Regions from separate parts of the Rattus norvegicus genome. Here region 1 is linked to region 2. Evidence: chromatin contacts called from public Hi-C data. All regions are on one chromosome and are shown on one strand. The core of a region is the stretch at or near the end of the contact, and the rest is flanking DNA. Distances in the headings are between cores, read along the strand shown. Region 1 overlaps Pard3 (par-3 family cell polarity regulator). Region 2 overlaps Pard3 (par-3 family cell polarity regulator).

What was found. Hi-C and Micro-C count contacts between places; a contact is called where the count stands out from the background.
Region 1: a Hi-C map of liver shows a contact between it and region 2, with 2.3 times the contacts expected there. The contact joins two enhancer-like sites. A contact is called at or near these places in 3 of 12 Hi-C or Micro-C datasets (hepatocytes and liver).

What each region holds. Positions count from the first base shown.
Region 1 is chr19:72,032,364-72,035,240 of GRCr8, reverse strand. The region is part of intron 1 of Pard3 (par-3 family cell polarity regulator); the gene reads right to left. Among named protein-coding and RNA genes, the nearest start is that of Pard3, 56 kb to the right of the region's middle. Within about 2 kb of position 1,415, at least 2 of the 93 cell types and tissues checked have an H3K27ac peak or open chromatin away from gene starts, as enhancers often do. A contact at or near this core is called in liver, where this site is marked.
Region 2 is chr19:71,989,955-71,992,654 of GRCr8, reverse strand. The region is part of intron 1 of Pard3 (par-3 family cell polarity regulator); the gene reads right to left. Among named protein-coding and RNA genes, the nearest start is that of Pard3, 14 kb to the right of the region's middle. Within about 2 kb of position 1,409, at least 6 of the 93 cell types and tissues checked have an H3K27ac peak or open chromatin away from gene starts, as enhancers often do. A contact at or near this core is called in liver, where this site is marked.

The DNA of each region.
Region 1 (2,877 bases), core at 166-2,665, 43 kb before region 2:
CTATACTACCCCTGACAGACTTCCTATGCATTCAAAAGCTGCCTGCAAACCTGCTCGGGGTAACAGCATGTCTCTGCTTGTTGAAGAGATCCCTAGACACTGGCCTCATGAGACCAGCAGCAAACAGCCAGGCCTGGCCAACCCAGATGACAGACAGGCTACAACAACTGTGGCTGCTAAAAGTAGTCAGTGAGGACCTCGCCCCTGCACCCCTCTGGGGCCCAGTGGCCCTTAGAAATAGCAGTATCTTAGAAAGGCTCTATTTAATAGTTAAGACATAGAGCACACTTTGTTCTCTAATGGTTCCTGTGTTAGGGCAAGACTTACAGGACCCACATAAGCTGAAACATTTACCAGGACACATCCTTCAGAAGACATCAGCATGATGGTTTTGGAAGCTGAAAGCAGTACATGGGGAAGGTAGGGAGCACAGAGGTGGACTCTGGCTAAAGGGTCTCCTTTACAGCTGGGTTGGAATACCTGAAAACCTCCAAGGTTCAGCACATTGGCCGTGGAAATGCTTCAATCCTGAATGTAGAGGGCAGATATCATATACTAACTATTGTCACAAAAATGTCAACCGTGATGTAACGGTCAGCCAAATGACACCGTGATCCACACAAAACTTCAGGGGACAGCCATACAATGAATTCAGTTAATTTTTTAAATGACATGCAAATAAAGCACAGTCACCATTAAGAGAAACAACAAGACAACATGTTTCCTGTCTCAAAGTAGTACAAAAAAAAAAAAAGTTAATTTATCCAGGGCTATTTATTTTCCATGTGGGATTAAACGGGAATCTGTTTACCCTAAAGACACTTTCTCTGCCCACTAGGGAGGGTGTGTGTGTGTGTGTGTGTGTGTGTGTGTGTGTGTGTATGGTGTGTGTGTGTGTGTATGGTGTGTGTGTGTGTGTATGGTGTGTGTGTGTGTGTGTATGGTGTGTGTGTGTGGTGTGTGTGTGTGTATGGTGTGTGTGTGTGTGGTGTGTGTGTGTGGTGTGTGTGTGTATGGTGTGTGTGTGTGTATGGTGTGTGTGTGTGTGGTGTGTGTGTGTCACGAGCATGTGCCACAAAACAGGAGTGGAGAACACAGGATAACCTTGGTTCCTGGTCCTTGCTTCCTCCTTGCTAGTCAGCACTGCATGGACCATGCAAGCCAGCCATTGAGCTTCTGGAAACTCTCCTGCCTCCACCTCTCATCTCACAGGAGCAATAGAGTGCAGCCAAGGTACCATACCATGTCTCTGTCTAGATAGAGGACTGAAATGTTTGTAGGACAAGTGCTTTTACCCTCTGAGCCTTGAGTCTGATCCATTTGTTTAGTTGCTTATTTGTGGCATGAGCTGGCTGGTCTCAACTCTCTATGTAGACCAGACTGGCCTAGAACTGATTGATCCACTTGCCTCTGCCTTCCCAGTGCTAGAATCAAAGATGTGGTGTGCTACCACACTCACCCCTGCAGTTGTTTGTATGCTAGGTGTTTATGACTATAAATATCATCAAGATCAAGCCTTGTGTCTAGCTTATCGTTGACGCTCTTCTTTCAACCTACAAGATTCTTGGCTTGGACGTCCTATTTTGCAATGGGCACCACAAAGAATTTCAAGGTTCACAAGACAGTAATTGGAGCGGGGCCCAAGTTAACAAGATGATGGGGGAGGGGAGCAACATATGAATTGCAACAGAAGCAAAGCACCAAACTGTAAATAAAAGATAATTTGTGTGCTCTATCTGGTAAGGTGGACACCGAGAAAACTTCTTCCTGACATGTCCAGCCTTTTGTTGGGACATGCCAATATCAACAAGTGTCAATCTAGTAACAAAAATAGAACACAAAGTATCTCATTATGCTCTAAGTAAGTTTATAATTTTGTTATTGGGCTACATTCATAGCTATCCTTGGCAGTGTGTATGTGTGGCCTGCAATTTGGACAGGCATACGGCACGGATCATCATCTCAGGCTGCTTTGGACCCCTAAAGTCAGAGAAGCATCAGTGGGTCTGAGGATGAGCACATGCAGACACTCAGGAGTCTCTGGCTAGAGAGCCAGCTCTTCAGTGGCCTCTTTACTTCTCTCTTGCACAGCATCTATCATTCAACATGAAACACAGCGCTGCCCCACCCACTCCTGACCAACAGAGGCAACAAGATGGAGCCAGAGGAGGAGTCTGGACCTTCCCAGACACCCAGTTTCTATACTGAATGCAGAACATTAACAGTAACAACATAGCAGCCAACCTGACCATCTTACAGATGAGAAAACAGAGGCTGGGAATGTAGCTCAGTGATACAGGCTTTGCCTACAGTGACTGAAGTCCTGGGTTCAAAAGCTAGCACCACCTCAATAAATAAACAAACAAGCGAACAAAAAAGGATGGACAAAAGAGTAACTCTCACTGGGAAAGCTAAGGAATGAACACACACACACACACTGGACCTACCAACTGTTAGTGCAAAAGACATGGGGCTGTGGAACGGCCAGCAACAAGGCGGTGATGTGGCCAGCTACCCTCAGAGGGGATTCAGTAAGTGGACAAGCTCCCTACGTATACAGCCTAAGACTTAATCGACTGTGGATGAGTGACAGTTTCTAACCTGCAAATTTTCCTACGTAAGGACCCCTTCATCTATCCTGTCTGTATTCTCATTCTTTATACATGAAAACTGGAGTATGAAAAATAAGTCTCCTTTACAACGTCTAAGAGACTCTTTGATCTAGAAGAAACAGCCTTGAGAAGGCATGCACGAGGGGAGAGGAGGGGGAGGAGGAGGAGGAGGAGGAGGAAGAGGCGACAGTAGCAAATACGACAGGATCTATTCCAGGCTGGCCTGAACTTCTACCCCCAACTTCTAGTGCCGGATTACGGTACA
Region 2 (2,700 bases), core at 160-2,659:
GCACAAATTCCATCTGGAGGACTCTTCTTTAAAATAAATAAATAAATAAATAAATAAATAAATAAATAAATAAATAGAGCTAGAGATTTAAACCTCAATATACTTTCTGTGCAACAATGTTTACAAACCAAAGTAAAAAAGGCAGAGAGAGTAACGCTGCCCAGCTGAGTGGTTTTATTATCTAATCACGCCTAGCAACTGCCTGAGTACATCTGGGGACAGAAGGAAGCACTATTTTAATTAATACAAGGTCCTCAGAGGCAGGAGCTACCACTGAGCTCCAGAGTGGATAGATGGGAAGAGATGGTTCTTTTGAACATAAAGCCATGTGCCCATGATTTTGTAAGTCTAACCTAACACCTCCTGCCCTGCCCCAAACCCACCACACCCTCAAGATACTGCTCCCTATTTCTCACAAGATAAATAGGTCAATTCTTGGGTGAAGTCAAGAGATGATTGACAATGGGTGCCATTGGCTGGACCAAGTATTGAAAGGTGCATCAATCTCTCAGCCCTTACAACTACTGTGCAAGCAAAAGATGTTCTGGGTTCCTGTACGCTGATTGAGCTGTTCAAAAATCACCCCTGAAATTCACAGAAGAGCAAAAAGGGGGTTATAGGCAATCAGGGTATATAATGCTTAGTTAGAGCAGTCACAAAATGCTTTCTTTCCCGTTTACAGCACGGGTGACTTCTATCCCCTACCATCGTCTCAGAACTAATTAGTGAAGGAATCCAGTAGATCTTTAGAAGCCTTGTGTATACTGCAAATAAATTACACTCACAGTCCCTACTTTTATCATTTTGTTTTAAGTGAAGATACAGACACGGTGCCTTTCAAAATGTTCCAAGAGACTTGGAACGGAGCTCAGTTGGTAGGATGCCCGCACAGCACTCTCGGGGAGCTAGGCTCCAATCCTACCACTGTGTAAACCCAGTGTGGAAGCAGTCCAGGCGCTGAGGAGATTCCGGCAGGAAGATCAGAAATCCAAGGACACCCTCCGCTACACAGGCACTTTGGGGCCAGCCTGAATTTCATTAGACTCTATCTTTAAAATATCAAAACAGGAGAACCAGCCATCCCCTCATGCCTCTACCCTGATGCCCAGGGCCTTCTATAATCCAAGTCAGTCCCCCGAAGGTCCTGACTCTAAAAACGAAGGTCTTCACTCTCCACAGTGGGTATTAAACCCCTGCATACTCAGTAGAGGATAAACCATCGCAGGCTGTATAGTTAGAACGTTCTGGGTGCCCAGAAAGGAAGAGCAGAAGCTGAGGAGGACCCTCCCCCCCAAAGCAGGCCACCATACTGCTGCCAAAACACTGAGGAAAGCAGCAGAGGCTGAGCAGTCAGAACTGGGGACAGAACAGGTTGCAGGGAGAGCCTACGTCATGGGCAGAAGCAGCAAGATGTTCCCCAACACGGCATGATACAAGAGTCCATACCTAAAGGACCAGATGGGGGAGACTGGACTAGCAAAGTGTCTGCTCGTCCCACAAAGCACTTCAACCCATTGGGAAAATGAAGAAATACATAATTCGAAATGTAGCAACTCAACGTATGTGACTAGTGTTTTATCAAGCTGACATAAACTACAGTCACCTGGAACTAGAAGCTGCTTGCATCAGATTGGCTTGTTGGCACATCTGTGGGACACTTTCTTGATTAATGATTAATGTGGGAGGGCCCCACGGTTCCTGCCCTGGGCAGGTGGTCCTGTATTGTGTAAGAAAACAAGTTGAGCAAGCCATGAAGGAGCCTAAGCTATACTCCTCTGGGGTTTCTGCTTCAGTTCCAGCCTGAGCCACAGAGCCAGAGACCCCTTCAGTCTGACAGACCCCTGCTGCTGATCCTACCAGTTCCACTGAGGCCAGGCACAAGGCACCGGAGCTGCCCAGGGCCTGAGTGAGCCCTGACCTTGTCCTGTCCACGTTCCTGACTTCTCTGGCGTCTTGAAGATCAATCATCTGGAGAAAGCTTAGTACAGCTTCTATAGGTGAACTCCTCCTAATGTGCTTCCCTCGATGAGGGGCTATGGTTGGGGTTGGTCCTGTGTGCTTTTCATACAGATGCTGAGTTCTGTGCCCCAAGAGCAGGCTGCAGTCTGGAGGTGGGCATTGTACTGACCCGAGTGCTGTAAAGAACATGCCCCACTAATCTCTGATTGGATAATAAAAGGCTAGAGCCTGTGACTGCAGGAGCAAGAGGAAGGCAGAACTTGAGATAGAGTAGTGGGGGCGGTCTCAGGTAGGACCTCGAGGAGAAGGACAAAGGTAGAAGAAGAAGGTGGTCGCCATGAGGATGTGACCAAGAGAAAAATCACCCTGAGGACACACACACAGAGCTGAGCAAACAGAGCAAGTAGCACGGGGCCTATGGCTGGGATGTAGGTTAGAACAGCGCAGAACCTGCTTGGCACAGTGCCAAAAGTTTATTATTTAAAAAAAAAAAAATACCAGGTTTGTATGTCCTTTATTTGGTAGCTGTATTGCCTAGAGTGGGACCAAACCCTCTCTCCCCCATAAAATTACTACTATAGAGCTGTAACCCATAAACTGGAAATAACCCCTTCCCCACAAGTTGTTTCTGGTTGGTCAGTGTTCTACCACAGAAAGCTAGCTTGGACAAAATATTAATCAACTTCGTTTAATATAGCATCATGGCAGCTCCCACTGCTGTAGAAAATAGCAAGGATTAAT